Regions from separate parts of the Zea mays genome. Here region 2 is linked to region 1. The links are chromatin contacts, called in public Hi-C maps. All regions are on one chromosome and are shown on one strand. The core of a region is the stretch at or near the end of the contact, and the rest is flanking DNA. Distances in the headings are between cores, read along the strand shown. Region 1 holds the start of LOC100285809 (aldehyde dehydrogenase, dimeric NADP-preferring). Region 2 holds the start of LOC100383294.

What was found. Hi-C and Micro-C count contacts between places; a contact is called where the count stands out from the background.
Region 2: a contact with region 1 is called in a Hi-C map of ear, with 2.2 times the contacts expected there. The contact joins the promoter of LOC100383294 here to the promoter of LOC100285809 in region 1. A contact is called at or near these places in 3 of 25 Hi-C or Micro-C datasets (ear, endosperm and tassel).

Annotation. Positions count from the first base shown.
Region 1 is chr10:10,482,296-10,487,780 of Zm-B73-REFERENCE-NAM-5.0, forward strand. It overlaps LOC100285809 (aldehyde dehydrogenase, dimeric NADP-preferring), which reads left to right and starts at 2,652. Exons shown (of 10, transcript NM_001158699.2): 1 at 2,652-3,096; 2 at 3,239-3,307; 3 at 4,184-4,280; 4 at 4,648-4,854; 5 at 4,955-5,070; 6 at 5,151-5,255; 7 at 5,398-5,485. The coding sequence starts at 2,881. LOC100193320 reads left to right here. Exons shown (of 8, transcript NM_001158644.2): 6 at 87-275; 7 at 361-433; 8 at 548-1,026. The coding sequence ends at 669.
Region 2 is chr10:10,668,978-10,674,462 of Zm-B73-REFERENCE-NAM-5.0, forward strand. It overlaps LOC100383294, which reads right to left and starts at 2,353. Exons shown (of 17, transcript NM_001175954.1): 1 at 1,972-2,353; 2 at 1,151-1,315; 3 at 915-1,037; 4 at 457-678. The coding sequence starts at 2,328. It overlaps LOC103642296 (NAD-dependent protein deacylase SRT2), which reads right to left. Exons shown (of 12, transcript XM_020545278.1): 10 at 5,431-5,474; 11 at 5,325-5,428; 12 at 5,162-5,215. The coding sequence ends at 5,162.

The sequences.
Region 1 (5,485 bases), core at 1,402-3,901:
AAAACCTTCTTCTCCTGTAACGCAAATGAATCGTGAGTAAACATGGGGGGTAACCGGGTAATGGATGAGGTTTTTGTTTCTTGCAGCTTAAGGATGGCCTGAGCAGGACGCTGGAAGAGGAACCCGACACTTCGCTGCCTCTCTGCTGGAAAGGGCAGGAACCATTCAAGTCTGTGCTTGATGTGAGGAAGGAGTTCAAGTCTTTGGTGCTCAACTTCGCCAGTGGCAAGAAGACGCTCATGGAGATCCCTCCTGAGAACTACCTCATTGTCACAGTAAACATTGCATATCCCGACGGATTATTTTATCAGCGGCGGTAAGCTGTTGGTGGCTAAAACCTGGTTCCTCTGTTTGTGCCAGGAAAACGGGAATGCCTGTCTGGGCATCCTCAACGGATCCGAAATCGGTCTCAAGGACCTGAGCATTATTGGAGGTAGGAAAGTTCAGACAAAACCAATTAACCCCATTTTATTTTATAAGAAGATTGTTCATGACTCGCACACCAGTTGATGCCATTTCTTTTAATTTTTCTCTCTCTCTCTTGCAGACATTACGATGCAGGATCACATGGTGATATATGACAATGAGAAAGGGAAAATTGGATGGATTCGTGCACCCTGTGACAGAGCCCCCAAGTTCGGATCCTCCTCCTCCTCCGCCCTTCTGTGATCATTTCACACACATCCCCTGTACAGTGTGTACATACACCCCCAACCCCACTTAATTCCAATTTCTATTTCTCCGAACAGCGACATAAATACGGTTCATGGGTTTGAGGAAGGTTACTGTTGGCCTCAATTCCTCCCGGGGATCATTGGTCTTCCCAACGAAGATTGCCCAGCCTATTACCGTTCAAACAAAGAGCGATTTGCCAAGGCCCAAGGGGGAGGCCGCTAGAATGACAGAAACAGCAGAAGGATGGTCACGGAGGCTGGTGTGTGTTCTTTAGGAAAGGAGAGAAACTAGCCCATGTAAACATCATAATGTTCATATGAAATATAACGATGATCACCCTGTTACGAGTACAATCTTTTCGGACCTTTTCTGTGTACATTCTTTACTTGGTTTTCTTTCTGTTGATGTGATATATACTCGGTTCCAGGTGTCTCGCGACTATGTGTGAGTGTGATACGCAGGCAGCAGATTGTCTTGTTCTTCAGGGTCGTTGTGTGGATAACGTCAGGAATTTAGACATTTTCAGATTCAATTTAATCTAGAAATATAGCACGCGTGATAAACGTGATGACAGATGTGTGCATAACTAATCACTGTAGCAGTAAACAATAAAATAACATGCACAAAAATAAGAAAACAGTGATCACTGTAGCAGTAAACAATAAAATAACATGCACAAAAAATAAGAAAACAGTGAGTACCCTGCGGAGTGATCAATGTTTAAGGCACTAGTGACTTCATTTATACGAGACATCTCGTATGTATGTTCGATGTAGTCGATCGAAATTTGATGCAGGATGATGTTCGCAGTGCAGTCCCGCGAACGGTCGCTGAAAACAAGTCGTATGGTAGGAACAACAACCACTCAAGAAGACGAGGAAGACAAACAGTAGTGTCGCCCACCAGAAGGAAGACGAACAGATTCCCGCGAAATGTCGATCTCGTGAACAAGCTAGTGTCAATCAAACAGTCGCATCGTGCTCTCACTAAAAACTTGATCAGTCACCTATATTGAACAGGATCTCTTGAACGACGTTTAGTTTCGGATTTGACTAAACAACCCGTGAACAAAAAACCTACGCGTACGATTCGACTAATCGCTGGTTAAAATTAATATACATTATACACCAACTAATCATATATATATATACTACTCTATCCGTTCTTTTTTATTGTTATTTATCGTGATTTAGTTCCAAAATGAACTAGTGGGCGATAAACGAGTATTAATTAAGGTGGTGGCTAGCAGATCGTACATATGGTCATGTATTTTGTATAGTAGACTGATATGTACATTAGTCATATATAGTGTGGAGTTTGAAATTTGAGATGACTAAATGAGATAGCGTAACATACCTTATATTCGCAAGAAAAAAATAACACGGCTCTGAAATACATAATCACTCGTTTCAGACCTTTTTTGAGACGTAGGATTGATTAAAACGTAAGAATAGGAAAAAGTAAGAATAAAATTGCATGACACTTGTAATCATACAAAAAAAGTTAAAATACATTAAAACTTTTAATAGAGCGTTTGGATGCAATAGGAAGAACACATGAACATGAGAGAGATAGACAAGATATTTTTCAAGAGGTTAGATCTCATACTAGAAAAAATCATTTAAAATCTCGCTACAACAAACCATTTCATAGGAATTATATAGGAATTATAAGAACTCAATCATTTGTTTCAAAGAGCCATATACTAAAGTTTTATATAGGATTGAGTTATATAAGAAAGTTTTCTATAGGATTTCAATCCTTCAAAACGCCTTCATTTTTCCTTCGTTGCAAAGCTGGACTCATGCTTTGTTGTCGGCAGAAATAACGGGATAAAATATAAATCTTCGAATGCACATTCATCCAACATGGGCCTACAAAACAAGTAAAACCGGGAACCAGGCCCCATCTTAGCCCAGACCAAAAGTACCGTGCGCGGATATATATCGTCGCATATACCCTCGCCCCCCTCTACAACACATGTGTGTGCAGTGTAGACGAGCGCGTACGTAACTTATTGGGAGGTTGCGCGTACGGCAACTCCCGTCGCCTCCGCGCTCCCCTAACCGCCTCCCCCTTGTCTCATGGTGGAAGTGGAACAACCCTCCGCCCGCGCCGCTGCGAAGTGAGAAGGGAAAACAAGAAACGATCGAGGGAGGGGACGACGGAGCGAGCTAGCTAGCGGCGCGGCGGGCGTCGCTCGGCATGGACGCGGAGGCGGCGGCGGCGGCGGCGGCGACGGCGGTGGAGGAGAGGGAGCGGCTGCGGAGGAGCTTCGCGTCGGGGAGGACGCGGCCGGCGGCGTGGCGGGAGGCGCAGCTGCGCGGCCTTCTGCGCATGGCCACCGAGAGGGAGGACGACATCTGCGCCGCCCTGCACGCGGACCTCGCGAAACCCCTTACCGAGTGCTACGTACACGAGGTACGCTTATGATATCGTGATATATTAATTATTAGTGTGTTCTGTTTGTTTGTGCTAGTACATATGCAGTTACATTAGTATGGACTGAAAAATAATAATTAAGCTGTTTATGATGACACTTTAATTGCAAATTTGCGTCTAGATATCGTTGGTCATTTCTTCGTGCAAATTTGCTCTCAAGAATCTCAAGAAATGGATGAAGCCCCGAAAGGTATTGTGGTATCCTCTGTTATATTTTCGTACGTGGCCAGCATTGTATCCATGGAACTTTAACCAACAACAGACCTCCGATCGGCCACATTAACAAATACGAATACTCTCAATACGATTAGAACAGTCAATATTGGTTTAAAATGAATCTTTAAATAGGGAATGTTTGTAATTGAGAACTCTATATATGTTGCTTTGATGGATGGACCCTAGTTAATCACTTAGTATGTCACAACTCACAAATGCTATACACTCCATTTTGTTTTAAAATGGTTATCATTCTCACTTCGTAATACATCTCTCTCTTTGCATCATATTTTTTTTTGTTTCTCCCAAATTCTGTGTTTAAAACTAAAACATTAACTATTTTGGGATGAAGTGCGTAAGATTCGAGAAGTAGCGTTTAATTTGGTGGTCATTAGTTTCTATTGGAAGTTGGAACATACTTTCTCCGATCTTTTTTATTTATCGTAAATGAACTAGCGGACGACGAATATTCGAAAATAGAGGTAATACACATTTATTATACGCGCACGTTGACAACAAACAATTCATCATAATTAATAAATGCAAGTGCACTTAGCTTCAAGACGGATCTGTACAAGGACACTCATCATCACAGTACCAAGCTGGCCCTGGTCCTGGTCCTGGTCCTGGTCCTAGACTCCTAGTTCCTAGTCTTGCAGCCATGAATGAATTCGATCAAGCATCCTGTTCTAGCATAGCCTCGTCATCAGCTAGCTTTTCATGCCAAAAATCATCCTAGCTCCCCCGAACTGACTCGCGTGCGCTGCTGGCGGAATCAATGCGCATTGACTGCTGCTTCTGGCCGGTTTTTTGTTTTTGTTTTCGTTTCTGTTTTTGTTTTCCTTTGCAGGTCCCCGGCGGGCTGCTGACCTTCCCGTCGGCGGCCAGCGTCGCGGCGGAGCCTCTCGGCGTCGTGCTCGTCATCTCCGCCTGGAACTACCCCTTCTGTACGTTCGTAATTAACCAGCATTATTACCCCCGTCACCTATCATGCATCATGCTTTTATTTAGTCCCCATTCCAGTCGTTTGAGTTAATGCGCGCATGAAGCCTCTGACTGAAAGCCACTAGAAAAGACCATTATTAATGGATTGTCTAGTGACGTGTTTAATGGGTTTCTAGTAGTAGATCAGTAGAGCTGAGGAATCAGATGCCAACGCGTCGTCAGCTCACGCACGCGTTCGGCTTCGGCAAGCCCAGCCCATGACACGCACAGTAGCCCACAAAATCATGGCCTGCCTGCCAGTAGGTTGCTCTGACCGTAGTTAATCATGTGTGTGACTGTAAGTAACGAATGCATGCGTACGTGGAGCAGTGCTGGCCATCGACCCGGTCGTGGGGGCATTCGCGGCGGGCAACGCCGTGGCGCTGAAGCCGTCGGAGGTGGCGCCGGCCACGTCGCTGCTGCTGGCCGACCTGCTGCCGCGCTACGTGGACCCCTCGTGCGTCAGGGTCGTGCAGGGCGGCATCGCGGAGACCACCGCGCTGCTGGAGCTCCAGTGGGACAAGATCTTCTACACAGGTCGTCACGTATGCATGCGAGCATCTCCTTCCATTCCATTTCCATGGCGCAATACTGATCGGCAGATATATATATGGTACTGTGCTGCGCGCGTGTGCAGGTAACAGCAGAGTAGGACGCATCGTCATGTCCTACGCTGCCAAGCACCTGACGCCCGTGGTCTTGGAGCTCGGTGGCAAATGCCCTGTCGTCGTCGACTCCGACGTCAACCTCCACGTAAAGAGCACCCCGGCCGCCCGTCTCTCTCTCTATATCTCTCTCTGATTATGATGGATTCGTCATAATGCTCAATGAAGGTCGCTGCCAAGAGGATCGCCGCCGGCAAGTGGGGCTGCAACAGCGGCCAAGCCTGCGTCTCGCCGGACTACGTCGTCACTACCAAATCGTTCGCGCCAAAGCTGGTAGTGATCCAGTTCCAGTCCTACTTCTTCCTAGTTCCTACTCACGCCTGGTCCAGTCCATCCATCCATGCATGGCTACCTGCTAATAACAACGTCTCTGGGCTCTGTTCCTGCTCAACTCCTGGCGTGGCGACCCTGGCAGCTGGAGTCCCTGAAGCGAGTGCTGTTCGAGTTCTACGGGGAGGAGCCGCTGCGGTCGCCGGACCTGTCGCGCGTCGTCAACTCCAACC
Region 2 (5,485 bases), core at 1,103-3,602, 190 kb after region 1:
ATTAATTTGACATTATGGAAGTGTTCTCAAATATTTGTATGGCATAACCTACAAAATATAATATTAAGTGCTAATAAAATATTATCAAGTTTGAATCTTATGTTGTGACTTGTGAGTAAACCTTACAAAATGAAATGAGGGGGCATGTGACTTTAATGTGTAAACCTGTGTCCCTAAAAGCTCTTAAAAACTACAGGTTTTCAGTTAGTTGTAATCATTTTTGTAAGGGATTGTACATCATACTGAGTTACACATTCGCTCTTGAGTTTAACCAAACTGCTCTGACAAGTACATAATGAAATCAGATGGCCAGTTGCTTTATTGGCACAGAACAGAAGGAAAAAATTCAAGAGTCTGCTTAATGCTAGAGTGCAAGCATGTTTATGCAGTGTACAATTCGACACTTCACAGGAGGAACCACAAAGCTCTAAAGAATTCAGTCGGTACTAGCTATACCTTCTTAAACTCTCCATTTGACCTGAACACAGCTTCATGGCAAGAGCCAACTCTACCAGAAGGTACTGATGTGAAAAAGGGAGAATCTCCCAATAAGGAAACATCTAGCACACAATTTGGTGGGTGAAGAAACACTTCAACATCAGAGGGACGGGCAAATTGTGGTATTTTTGTGTCCAGTTTTGTGGAGACTAGAACAGTCCTTGCAAGATCAGGATCGACCTGCGGTACCAAAATGGAAAAAAAAAACTTGTTTAGTGGAAACGTTTTATCAGTTACAGAAGGGTTGTGCTAGAACAAGATCTGGTTGAAGGCCTAGAAGTCCATAAAGTAATTTTGTCATTCGATTTTGTATGGAAACCCAATAGGTTATGATTATAACTGGTGGAAAATCATGCAAATGTTAGTCTTAGAGGAATTAGGCATATATTAAAAAAAAGATTACTTAAAAATCCAACCTGCATCACTACTCTCCGTGTAGTTGCATTACTCCAATCACTACAATCTTCAAGGCACAGTATAATGGTCTCTTTATGCTGGATTTTAGCACGAACAAGGCTCTCAACAGCAGAAGCCTGGCTCTGAATGTCACAAGATTGCCAAGGTTGGAGCAGTTTCAGTGCGGAATCAAATGCACCTAAAAAGGTAAAAAAAATGGCTGATGTAAACAGATAGAGGAAAACAAACAAAGTACCTGCAAAACTCTGTTTTTACGGCCAGGAGCTGGAAGGATGAGGCCTGGAGTGTCAATAATGGTGAGATTGGGGGAATGCTTGTATTCTACCTTAATTATGATTTCCTTCTCTGAAAATTGGCAAGGGTCATTCTCCAACCTCAAGTTTTCAGCTTCAATATATGCCTGAAAGTAGTTGAGCAGGGTTTACAAAATAATGTCCTTGTGCAACAAAAGTTTGGTTAAGTTAATGCAACAGTGCTCCAACCTTCTCCTCATTGAAATTTGACAACATAACAAAATGGGGAAACAGTTTCCTAGTTAATCAAGTGATATAATGCAAAAGCTGCATATTCGACATTATGAACAGCCTAATGGTTTCATATATCAAGATGGTTCTTGGTAGCAATTGTCCTATATGCCTCTCCTTTGTCTAGCAAACTAACCTAAAAGTTCATAAACAGTGTAATCTACACAGAACACGAAGTTAGCTACTGGACGCTGGTTGAACTTTCAACATAGATAGATCGAGTTAGCTACCAAATACAAATAGCTTCTCCAACATCCTATAGAAATACAAACAACAACAACAATCACATAAACATACAAGGTGCATTACAAATAGCATCCCTTAAAATGCTCTTCATCGGATTATATTCGTAATGGCTAATCTCATCTGCAGCACCCCACTTATTCTCTCCGGCACAGGACACAGGCAATTATACAAACACAAGGGGTGCATTGCACTTCGCAAATATACATGTAAGAGCAGACGGAGCACACGACACGGCAGTGACATTTCCGTAAAACACTTGGCGCACGCCGTCACGGAGGGTACGCACCTGGATGTCGGCGAGCGGCATGGGGCGGGCGGCAACCCCGGCTTCGTCATGCTCTTCGGCATCGCCGGTTGCAGAGAGGAGGCGGCACTGGGGCTCGTCGCAGCGCGGGTTGAAGCGGAGGTGGAGCGCGACGGGGCGCCGCGTCTTGGTGCCACCGCCGACGTGGTTGAACTGGAACCCCATGAGCGCCTCGACCAGCGCGCTCTTGCCGTCCGTCTGGTGGCCGACGACCACGACCGCCGGCGCCGCCGCCGCGCCGCCCAGCTCGGACGCCAGCGCGTGCAGCTCGTTGTACGCCTCGTAGAGGAGCTCCCGCGCCTCCCCCTCGTCGGCCTCCAGCGGGAACGGCGTCGCCATTGGGAGCAGTGGGTGGAGACGTTGGAATGGAGGAGCGGGCTGGTTTCAAGCACTGCGGGCGGCCGTGCGTTATCTCTTTTTTTTCCTCCCTCTCTTTCAGCTTGACTGCTTCTGCTGGCGAACGAGATTCTCATTTCTCGGCGCTTCCCTACATTTTGCTTTTGCATTTTTTTCATCTTTGTTTTCTTTTGAACAGACCTTCCTGGCGACTGGCGTCGTTCCGTCAGACTCACCTAACATCAAAGATAGAAAATCTATATCTCACCAGTGTTCTAAATCATCTGTCTCCAGCAAACCATTGTATCTCTTATCGCATCTTGTATTTTAAACTCTACTATATAAATATATAGTCTATAGTACAAAACACTAGTGACAACTAAGAGAGAGTGAATTAGGACTTCTAAAAATTATCTCTAAATTAGATCACAATTAAATCTCTAAAGCCAAACCTATGCAAATAAACAATCTATAATGTGTAAACTAGGTTTAGTCTACGTGTTGCTATCTCTACTGCAAAACCTAAGTTTCAATCCTAAATATTCTAACTATAAAAGAGATATTGAAACTTAAGTACTTAATTAAATGCGGAAAGTAAAGAGTAAGGTAGAGATGTAAACTCTCGTGGATAACGCCGGTATTTTTACTGAGTTATCCGGAACCACAAGGTTCCGACTAATCCTCGTTGGTGCCCTACGTAAAGGAGAGCTCACGCGAGGTCAAGCACATCGGTCGAGTAACTCCGTAGAGAGCCACGAGTCTTCTTCACGCGTAAGTGGTGGTCCATTTCCGGGCGAAACGTCGCGTGCCTCGTTCTCTCCGGTACACGGTGGCAGCCGTGACACAACTCAGTTGTCACGATATCGCAAGACTCTCGCCCCACTTGTACAATTACAACGAATCGCGCTAGAGCAGAGGGGTTGTGTGGTTTTTCTAAACTCACTCAACTAACTAGGATTCACCTATACCAAGCGCATAAGCGGTCGAACTAACCTAAGCACTTCACAAAAAACACATACGCTAATTACCGAGTGATTCTATTAAACATTTGGGTGTATGAGCACTTGGAAAGTGTTTAAAATATGTCTTGGTATGTTGCTTGAGCTCCCACACCTCCAAATGCCTGGTTGGATAAAGTATATATAGGTCCCAACTCAGATATAGTCGTTGTAAAGCAGTTCTACAGCTTTCTGCGCCGCACAGGATTGTCCAGTGGTGCACCGGACATACCACGTGTACTAGCCGTTAAAGATAGCCATTAGAGCTTCCGAATATGATGCACCGTACATATGACGCAGACGAACAATCTGGTGTGCACCGGACAGCACATGCTTGTTTGTCGTATTTTTGTCATAACTTTTAGTTTCGATTTCGGATTTTGTTGATATTGTACTTTTTGGAAAGCTTATAAATTCTCTACATCCGAGAGTTGAAGCCATACCATTTTGAGCAAATTTGGCACACCGGTCAGTCCGGTGAACCAACTCCTATCCTGCTGCAGTTTTTTCAGCAATTCCAACTTTGTATTGTAGCATAACTTTTAGCTCCGAACTCCGATTTTAATTTTTAATGATCTTAGACTTTTGGAAAGCTTATAAAATTCTCTACATCTGAGAGTTGAAGTCATGTCAATTCGAGTAGATTTAATATTGTGAAACACTTCCAATTCAGTCAGTCATTCCTCTCAACTTTATCAACTTCATTTTTGTTTTGTGGCTCTGCATTCCACTTCTACTTCTTGATGTGTTAGACTTTTAGCATGAATAAAATATTTTCAATATGACTTTGTAATGTCTTCTATAGGTCTTATAATGTCTTCTTTGAGGTGTGGCATCCTCAGAGCCTCAGTCCAATCCAATTCGCATCATATGAACTATAACACACAAACACTTGGAAAATATTAGTTCATAAGGTTATGTTGATCATCAAATATCAAAATCACTTAGCCAAATGTGTCGGGTCCATTTTCCTTACACACTCATATGGTCTCCTAAAACACTACGTGAGCAAACAACGTAGTCAGCAGTTCACCCATATGATCAAAAAACATTATTTTATATTATAAATTATACTGTTTAGAGAGTGGAGTTAGCATACCATCATTATACATATATTCAAATCTTACTTTACAAATAGTGCAAATTTACAGTAAAAAATAATGTTTTATGTTTTGAGTGACTATATAGGTTTAACCGACACAAGGTCCACTTGTTCTTTACCGGCGTACCGAATCGTCCCGCGCTCATTTCTTCTTCAGCAAAAGGTTCACATGGCCGGTGCACGGCTGCACTGGGTAAAATAGTACTTATAAAGACAGGTTTGGTGACCAGATATTTGGAAGGATCTCTAGGGGAGGAACCCCTTGCTATTCCATGAATAATAAGGGTTTTCTTCACTAGGGATCCGCTCCAAATCAGCCCTAACAAAAAAAAAGACACAAGACAGGATGGGTTATTGCTCTCCGATTGAACATTAAACATGTCTAACGTTAAAGATCTAAGGCTATCTTTAGCAGACTACATATCACACTTTCTATTTCAAACTACATTCCGTAAACCGTGCTTTGCATGCCTGTTTACACAGTCTGATGGAATTGGCTAACAGCTTTGCAATATACATGTTACAGGAAACTACCATCGGTTGCAGGAACCACTATTAATTTATCCCCTACGAACAATTTGGATATTACAACAAGAAGGCCACTGACCATTGCCATCCAATTATCTATAACTAACTGTCCATGTTTCTTCTTGCATTCTGTATCGCCGCTAACTGAGTTATCTAAATATTAATTATGGGCGCCACACAAGACCACTTGACACTCTGAAGGCAATGCTCAGTTTACGTCTGGCACCACCAGACTTCCCATCTGAAGTATTCTGGGTAAGATCTGAAAAAAAATGGTGAAACCAAGTAAATGAAACAGAACAACACGAACAACACTCAAACCACATGCTGTGGTACACGTGCATGAAGCTCAAAGTAAGAGAGGCACTAACCTCTCCACATCTCGCATTGATTTTCAGTGATAAAATGCTATCAGCCCTGGTCTCCCCGATGCTAACTGCAGCTATAGGAGCATTTGCTTCGTGTGCCAGCCTGAATTCGGATTAATCATCGATGAGACGTAATTTAGTCCAGTTTGAGAGATTTTGCCGAG